Linked DNA regions of Drosophila melanogaster: region 1 is linked to region 2. Evidence: chromatin contacts called from public HiChIP or PLAC-seq data. All regions are on one chromosome and are shown on one strand. Each heading gives the region's core, a stretch centred on a gene start, on an enhancer-like site or on the middle of the called end of the contact. The rest is flanking DNA. Distances are from core to core; before and after follow the strand shown. Region 1 holds the start of Vha100-2 (Vacuolar H[+] ATPase 100kD subunit 2). Region 2 holds the start of l(3)05822 (lethal (3) 05822).

The links. HiChIP or PLAC-seq counts read pairs in DNA pulled down with a chosen protein or histone mark.
Region 1: a contact with region 2 is called in a Psq HiChIP or PLAC-seq map of the Kc167 cell line, with 3 times the contacts expected there. The contact joins the promoter of Vha100-2 here to the promoter of l(3)05822 in region 2. A contact is called at or near these places in 19 of 107 Hi-C or Micro-C datasets (the Clone 8 cell line, the D17-c3 cell line, the Kc167 cell line and 8 more) and 2 of 6 datasets of contacts at active chromatin or transcription factors (the Kc167 cell line and the S2 cell line).

The regions. Positions count from the first base shown.
Region 1 is chr3R:18,397,295-18,401,363 of dm6, forward strand. It overlaps Vha100-2 (Vacuolar H[+] ATPase 100kD subunit 2), which reads right to left and starts at 1,875. Exons shown (of 6, transcript NM_142465.2): 1 at 1,698-1,875. Vti1b (Vesicle transport through interaction with t-SNAREs 1b) reads left to right here. Exons shown (of 3, transcript NM_001275780.1): 1 at 1-209; 2 at 2,518-2,656; 3 at 2,717-3,045. The coding sequence starts at 2,645. The coding sequence ends at 2,926. Wdr37 (WD repeat domain 37) reads right to left here. Exons shown (of 3, transcript NM_142466.3): 3 at 3,079-4,069. The coding sequence ends at 3,533.
Region 2 is chr3R:18,297,053-18,301,265 of dm6, forward strand. l(3)05822 (lethal (3) 05822) reads right to left here and starts at 1,827. Exons shown (of 4, transcript NM_143794.3): 1 at 1,072-1,827. It overlaps Dlc90F (Dynein light chain 90F), which reads left to right and starts at 2,177. Exons shown (of 1, transcript NM_058008.4): 1 at 2,177-2,992. The coding sequence starts at 2,370. The coding sequence ends at 2,705. Polr1E (RNA polymerase I subunit E) reads right to left here. Exons shown (of 3, transcript NM_142451.3): 2 at 3,856-4,213; 3 at 3,143-3,798. The coding sequence ends at 3,321.

The sequences.
Region 1 (4,069 bases), core at 625-3,124, 100 kb after region 2:
TACTTCAGATGCAATGTTGTTGTTTCAGTTGTTGTAGCTGCTCCTTGGCTTTCACACGCGAGTTGTGGGTGAGCCTTAATCACATTTATTCGATGGTGAGTGGAGAAGGAGGTGCTGAGTGGGCGAGGGAGCGGCGCCGAGAGAGCGAACGAGCGGTTGACATTGACAACCCCCCTTTTTTGCTGTTGGGAGCGGGCGCACGCCCATGTGTGAGTAGGCTAATATCGCTACACTTCGAAGTTTCGTTGAATTTGCGCTCTGTTTTGTTTGCTTCTCTCTTTATCGCTCTGCGCTTTGGCTCTCCCGTTCGCTATTTGTTGTTAATTCGAATACGAATATAACTTCTAGTTTTTATGGTGCCTTTGCGCTCGGTTTTATGACAAAACCATTTTTTTTCCACTGCGGGTAATTAAGAACTCGCTGGCACGAATAACCGAACCAATTCAATGTGAATCCACAGTGGAGGCGATCGAGGAACAAAAACAGTCCGCACCATCATTTATTAACGCCAATTGTCAGTTCAATTCATTTTCTTCAACTGCTTCTGTGCGAAGAAACCGTTTCATTGCGTCACAAAGATGATTATGCTCATATATTATCGAACTAATGGGGGGAATTCAAAATTATATAGAGCTGTAAAACAGGAGCCAGCTAATAAATCGGCTAGTATCAACTCCTTATAAATAGCCTCTTTACGCAATACTATTGAATACAGAAAAATAAGCCATCAAAGTCAGCATTATTTGCAGTGTTTGCCGACCACTTCCCCGATAAGCCATACATATAGAGTTACGTAACTGGAGATCGGCGACTCGAGTGGCCGGGCTTTGGCTTTATATAGCTAATTAACTGGACGATCGACCAGGAGCACTTGTGTGCAACTCGGCAAAATACTATACTTCAGATGTGAAATTGCTAGATTTCTAGAATCGATCAGATTTTCCCCATTCATAAACTGGGTCTGCGACTGTGGCTAATCAGCGCAATACTGATTGATCGATTGGAAGTGCCATTGGACAATTTATAGAGCGATCCATAAATCATAATCGACTGGTATTTATTGTGCGCTATTCGCAACTACTCGAGCCCAGCTTTTAGGGTTTCCGTTCCAGCTGGAGATCTTTGTGGGGACGCAAGGCTTCTGGAAACCGAGACCCCGAGAAAAAGATCACATGATAGAACCCCCCCATATGATTATGATGATTGCATAAAACTCGAAAACTCGCGACTTTGCAAAGAGAGCGCGACTCACAGATACTCTGGAGAGTATTATATTCACATGACAAGGGTTCGACTAACACACACACACACTGCGAACGTAGTAGGTGCGTACCTGAGTATCTCAGAGATACTCGGGGCTTACGAAAGAGATAGCGCTACGCGTATCTGCCGCTCTGACTTTAGCTGCGACTTCTGGCAGGTGTTTGCACAATGGGTCCCATGACAGGTGTGCCCCGCAGCCCCCAGTAAGCTCACTTTTCCGACCAGTAGCTGTCAGCAGCCAGCATCACGTGCCAAAGTGCATTCAAATTGGGCTTAATTGCACATACTCCCTGCTGCCAAAGCACGTGCTTTGGATGGCTAGTTTACAGGGGATATGGGATATATACGGGTGGATAACCCGTGGCACAGCTTTTACACCTCGAACCCGCCGGGTTTTTCCAGTTGCTTCGAGTTTTTTCGAGTTTTTCGCTTACCTTCACAGCTCCGAAAACGCTTTTTATGTCAAAGACACACCAGATTCGATTCCCCGCGAGTGCGAGCGATAAATTTAGAACTTGTTTGTTGCCGAGCGAGAGTATCTTTATTCGAATCTGAATCTGAATGGAGCGCAGCACACGTCTGCTCACCGCCAGCGATCGACTGCGTTTAAATTTGGCACTCGCTGCCGCGACTTCGGTTCGAAAATCTCGCGATCGCCTCGAAATGCCTCGCACTCTCTGTTACTCAGCACACACACCCTGTGAATTCAGGCGGCTCTCTCGGCGCGGGCATGCCAACTATGTATGATCGGTGACCGTTATCGCAAATCAGAAATCGACAAATACCCGTACTAAAGTCAAAATCCTCGAGTGCTACATGTGTCTACCAAAAAAATGGTCAGTTTCCAAAAACCTAATCACTCTTAGGATCACCCAATTAATCACCATTAATATGTGATATTTTTGCAGTAACTAGATGTGCTTGTTGATAGTGAGGAAGCCAATCTCAAAAAAAAACCAATTGAACTAACACTTCTTACAATTTAAACTTTTAATTAGAATTTAGAATATAAAATAATATTAAGCTAATTTGGTAACAGTTTCATTTTAAATTTCAACTGTTTTAAGTGCTGTAAAGTGCATAAAGTGTTAACAGGTGGCTCCACGCACAACGCGTTAGTACCTTACCAAATAGCGTTTTCACTGCACCGCTCACCACGGCCACACTCTGCCTTTGTTTTGTTTTGATATTCCCACTGCATCGCATTTAATTTATTAAAAGCTGTTACCAAATTATGTCCTACGCCGGCTATAGCCAGCTGCCCAGCGGCAGCGACCAGGAGCGCAGGCAGGCGCAGCTCGCGGCCAGCACCTACGACGTGCTACAGCGGACGACGGACAGTATCCAGCGATCCAACCAGATTGCCATCGAAACGGAGAACATGGGGGCGGAGGTAATTACCCAGATAGTAGCCATTAACAGGGCTAACTAATGCTCGCTTACGCATCAACAGGTACTCGGCGAACTGGGCGAGCAGAGGGAGTCGCTGCTACGCACCACGCGCCGCCTGGAGGACGCCGATCAGGATCTGTCCAAATCGAGGGTCATCATTCGGAAGTTGAGCAGGGAGGTGCTCTACAACAAGATCATCCTAATCCTGATTATCATTCTGGAGGTGGGCATACTCGTCGGCTTGCTGGTGCTGAAGTTCGCTCACCTGTGAGCCAATGCCATTCTATTCCAAAGTCGTAACCACCAAACAGGCGATGGACTATATATACCTATTAATCGTTACGAATTCTTTGTCCTAGTTAATAAGCTTATAAATGTATATACTCCACTAAAATGCACTTCCAATTCAAAAAGGTCAGTTTTAGGATATACCCAGCGATGAATCGGGTGGTTGATTATGTTTATTCATGTTGGCTAAAGCGTTAATGCCTTAGACGTCTATAATATGTATTATGGTAGTAAAACACAGATAAAATCGGGTCTGGACATCGGAAGCTCTGCACTCCGAAGAGTTTAGCCCAGTCCCAACGCATATACATACGTATGCTATAACAATGATAATATGTAGTTCGTGCAGCACGCTATGCCACGACTATTTGGCAAAAAGCAACGTTAATTACATTCAGTGGGCGACAACGAGATAGTAGAACATCCTGAACAATGTCTGCATAATACTTGATCTATGATAAACGGTTACATATATGTAAGTATGTGGGCATCGCTTTGGGGATGCTTCTTTGTTCGAGAGATGTTTGGGATTTCGCAGAGCTGCGCCTCCTCATTCCTTTGGTGCAGCAGCTCTCCGCTTCAGTTGCCTTCAATTGTCCTTCGGAAGAACGATGGACCAGCCGAAAACGCGGCGATCGAAGCCGCAGGAGAAGAGATCGCAGTCCAGCAGCGGCTCCTCCGCCCACGCTACAGACGACACCATCCGTCGGTGGCCCTGCCGACTGGTCCGTGGCAATCGGGCGACTCTCTGCCCGTTCAAATCGAACAGTCGGATCTGTCGATTGTCATGCGGTATGGCGATAATTCCACCAGTGGAGACCGCCAAACGATTGACCGAGGAATCCGTTCGAATGGTGGCCAAGGCGGATCGCATGTTGCGCAGCTCCCAGACCTTGATTGTACGATCATCTGATCCGGACACCACCTTGTCGTCGCGTGCGAACACACTGGACGTAACCGTTTCCGTGTGCCCTTGGAAGACGGAGACCGCTGGGATTGCCTCTCGGAAGTCCCATAGACGGAACGTAGTGTCCCTGGAAGCGGTGACCACCAGGCGCTGGGTGGGATGTGCCGACACGTGGGTGAGCTCGTGGTCGTGCCCAGTGAGCGGCTGCAGTGGCAGGCC
Region 2 (4,213 bases), core at 577-3,076:
AGTTAAAAAACAATGCACTTTGAAAAGCCTATAAAGAGGATCTTTTGTGCCATTTGCGTGTAGCATCAGATTCAGTCGTATAAATGATACCCTTGGGCGTATAATAATATTTAATATTCTGATACTTTTTGATATCATCTGCCGTTATCATAACGAAACGGTGTATACGATTTAAGTAAGCATATTAAACCGCTTTATTGCTTGGCATTTCATAAGATTGCACTTCTCTAAAAGATTGTGTAATATATATATATATATATGTATATATACATTGCGTGATATACATTTCCTGTTTTTGTCATATGAAGATTGCTCTGCGAAGGGTTTTTATCACTGGGCACTGGCGTAGAGAAAAAGGGTGCTGGAATAGCATATGTTATATGGTTATGGCTACCATGTGAGGATCGCCCGAAAGTCAGTCAGCTGGAAAGTGAGGTAAGCGCGCAAATGCACCACCTGCTGCGTCCGAAAGTGACAAAACGAAAACGAAACTCCTTCGGTTTTCTATTTTATTAATGGGTAAAGAAGAAGCTTCGTGCAGAGTTACACAGAGAGAAAAACTGCAAATGTATGACTCGTAAAAAAAGTGTATTTAGTGACCAATGGTGACCATTTGAAGCGGTATTTATGTAGGCAGCTGTTCTCTAATAATTCCAGTTATTCGTTAAATGCAATGACAGTGTTTTTCGTGTGCTGGCGATTATGCAGTCAAAACAGAAAATGGGTTTCCCATCCCATCCATAAATGTCACTGTACTCCCCGCTTATCGCTTGAGGCTTGAGTAAACAGTCGGAACAAACGTAGCATATCGGTTTATGCAATACTTTTTGAATTGTACAATAACTATTGTGCAGTCGCCAAGTTTCCCCTTTTGCCTTATACTTGCAGTCAGCCGGGCAAACATTTAATTAATTAACAAATGCGACCTTGACTGGAATTTCAATTAAGTAAGTAGCTTGAGCAAAACTTTGATGAGAATGGTGGAGTGATGTTACATATGTATGTATGTTTGCAAAAGCAAGCAGTTGTCAGGGTGATGTTGTGGTTAAATATCAATTGCGGGTAACTAACCTTTTGGTGATTTCCGATTCGTTCCGATCCGATTCGTTTCGATTCAAAAAAAAAAAACCGATCCGCAAAGTTGGTTTAGTGGTTTTTTTTTGTCTTTGCCTTTTTGGTTCGCAGAGGGTGGACCAAAACAGTTAAAAGTTAAAGAGAGTGACTAATGCCGCACGCACACAGTCGCACTCAATTTGTTGTCATACACACACAGAGAGACAAGCGCACACTCGCGGGCATCAACTTTGCACTCTTCTCACCCCCTCTCGCTCGTTCACTCGCATTCAAGGTGGTTAACGAGAGGTGAGCCAACAAAAACAACAACAGCAGCAGCCGCGGAGCGCACTCACACACACGCGCTAAATAGCTGAACAGCAGCTGCAAAAGTAGTAGCACGTATCCGCAGAGACAAAAACGAAGAAAGCAGGAGATGGAGAAGGAAGTGCGCCTGCAGCTGCGACAATTATCACCCGATTATTTCGCAGCGTGTATTGCGAAATGTGCGCCTTCGATTTGCTAAATACTTTTGCTTAATTATACGCACGCACACACACACCAAGGCACTTTCCCATAACGAATTTAATTCAATTCAACGACGTGCTGCACGAATCGCTTTCAGCTGTGCATTTAATAGCGATATTTGTCGGCCTTGATATGCGTCGATGTTTTTCAATGGTGTCGCAGAAGAGTTATGGAATAATTTAATTATTTTTCGTTTTTATTGCGCCGCGAACGCGTCCGTTATGTTGATTCTGCCAGAGTGACCGTGGCTTGCAGTCGAAATAATCCAGCGATTAAAAGTTTAATTTTCCCGCGGTTTTCAGCACTGTTTTCTATCGATTAATTTAAATGCTTAGATGTGTTTCCACTGGCATCATGGTTATAATAGGTTTTAACTTGTTTGGTTCCTTTTGAAAGTACTTAATCTAATTATACTCTCCTTGACTAATTGCTTTGGAAAATGTTGATAGCGAAACCTTTGTTTTTAATAAAAGACAACTGTTTCTTCTCTTGAAATCTCTAGTGTGAAGATGCTGAAATGACCCACGATGTAACCGTTTCTCCGGTTAAATTGCAACACAGTCTGACCAGATCAAGGTGCCCAAGAAAATACTTCCAAATTAAAAGCAAACTTTGCTTTCCGCATCCCTTAGAAAAATAGAATCCCGATATATATTATTTGGACTGCTCGAACGCCGCCGACGAGCCCAAAAACGCGCGCACATTTACAACGACAACAATACAAACTTGAGCTCAGTACGTAAACTTTTTTGACCAGCTGCCGTTAGAAGCAAATCAAAGCTGCGACGATGGATGACTCACGCGAAGAAAGCCAGTTCATTGTGGACGACGTGAGCAAGACGATTAAAGAGGCCATCGAGACGACCATCGGCGGTAACGCCTACCAGCACGACAAGGTGAACAACTGGACCGGCCAGGTGGTGGAGAACTGCCTGACGGTGCTCACCAAGGAGCAGAAGCCCTACAAGTACATTGTGACCGCCATGATCATGCAAAAGAACGGTGCTGGACTCCACACCGCCAGCTCCTGCTACTGGAACAACGACACCGACGGATCGTGCACAGTACGCTGGGAGAACAAGACCATGTACTGCATCGTTTCGGTCTTCGGACTGGCCGTCTAGAGTGGAGGAATGGCAGGACTGCCGGAATTCGCGATGAAGATGACTTAAAAGGGGGAGGGACTAACAAGATTGCCGTCGTACACCAGCACACACCAACAACACAAATACCATACTTTTTTGATCGGCCATCCATCCTGCTGTAATAACAAAATTTATTATGGAGCACTTGAAAACCTTGTCGTCACTTCCAAGCAATTAGCAAGCAACTATTCCGTTGCCAGTGTACTCGCCTAATGTTATTCTTGATTTTCAATCTAAAAACGTAAATAAAAAGTGTATAATACCGTAGCATAATAAGTTAATCATTGCAAACTGTTTTCAATGGGTCATCATTTTTTGGGTCGTGGGAATATTTTTCGTTTCCATGGCAGCAATTGGCCATTGGTCTAAAATCGATTTAAATTCCCAGGCATTTGTTAAAATTAAACTTTAATGGTCTTTCTCTTATTTCTTTATTTATTTTAGTTTATCAAAACCTTCTATCGTTTAGAATAATAATATTCCTTCTGGCATTGCCCAAAATAACAAAATCAGAAGTACCTGGATGCAATAAATGTAATTGGCGCGCCAGGGTTTGTTAAATCGATGGCGGGCGCGGTGTCCTTGAAGATACTCCTACTTCTTGCGCTGGAAGCGACGGCCCGACTTTAGAGCCGGAACCTTGCTGGGCAGGCGCAGGCTAAGGATGTCCGAATTGGATTTTGGCAGAGCGTTCACAATGTGGGCGTACTGCTTGATCCGAGCCTTGGTGGTGGCCAAAGCACGGGAGAGGACATTGATGTCCACTTCGAACTTCTCACTGAGGAGCAGGGCCATCACAATAAAGTGTGTCAGTGCCTTTTCACTGCTGAAATTGGTGCGAGTTCCCTTCTTTGCCACATTGGGATCCGCAAAACGATGGCGTATATCATTCTCGATCTTCTCCGTGATACCAGAGAGCTCAGCCTTTTGCATTTGACGCGAACGAAGGGAAATTAGCGACTGCAAGGCGTCCATGTAGATGATAAGTTTAATGTGCAAGAAGTCTCGCTTGGATGAAACGGGATTTTCCTGAATTTTGGCCAAACATGACTTGAGGTATTCCGATTTAATGCTGCAAGGAACAGAAATTTTAACATTTAAATGTTACTGCTTTTACCAAACTACATACGGTAGAGTCTGCACAGGCGTGGAGAACACCACTTTGGCCTCCTCCTCGAGACGTTCGAGCAGAGAGCTCGGGATCAAACTTTCCACAGCGTAGACTTCGTCCACTTTGGTTGCCTCCTTGTTGAACTCGGGCACAATGCTGGCCAGGTACTCCTCATTGTTGATGCTCACATCACCCAGGGTGCCGTCCTCTTCGTCTTCGTTGAGCATGCTCGAATTCACCGTTTCGTCCAGATCCTGACGCATCACCTCCACGTTGACCATCATCTGTTCGCGGTTGTCCACGAAGCGGGATGCCTTGCGCCCTCCAAACTCCTTGAGCAGCTTCTTGTTGGCGTGCTCCCGGCTCATCGTGGGAC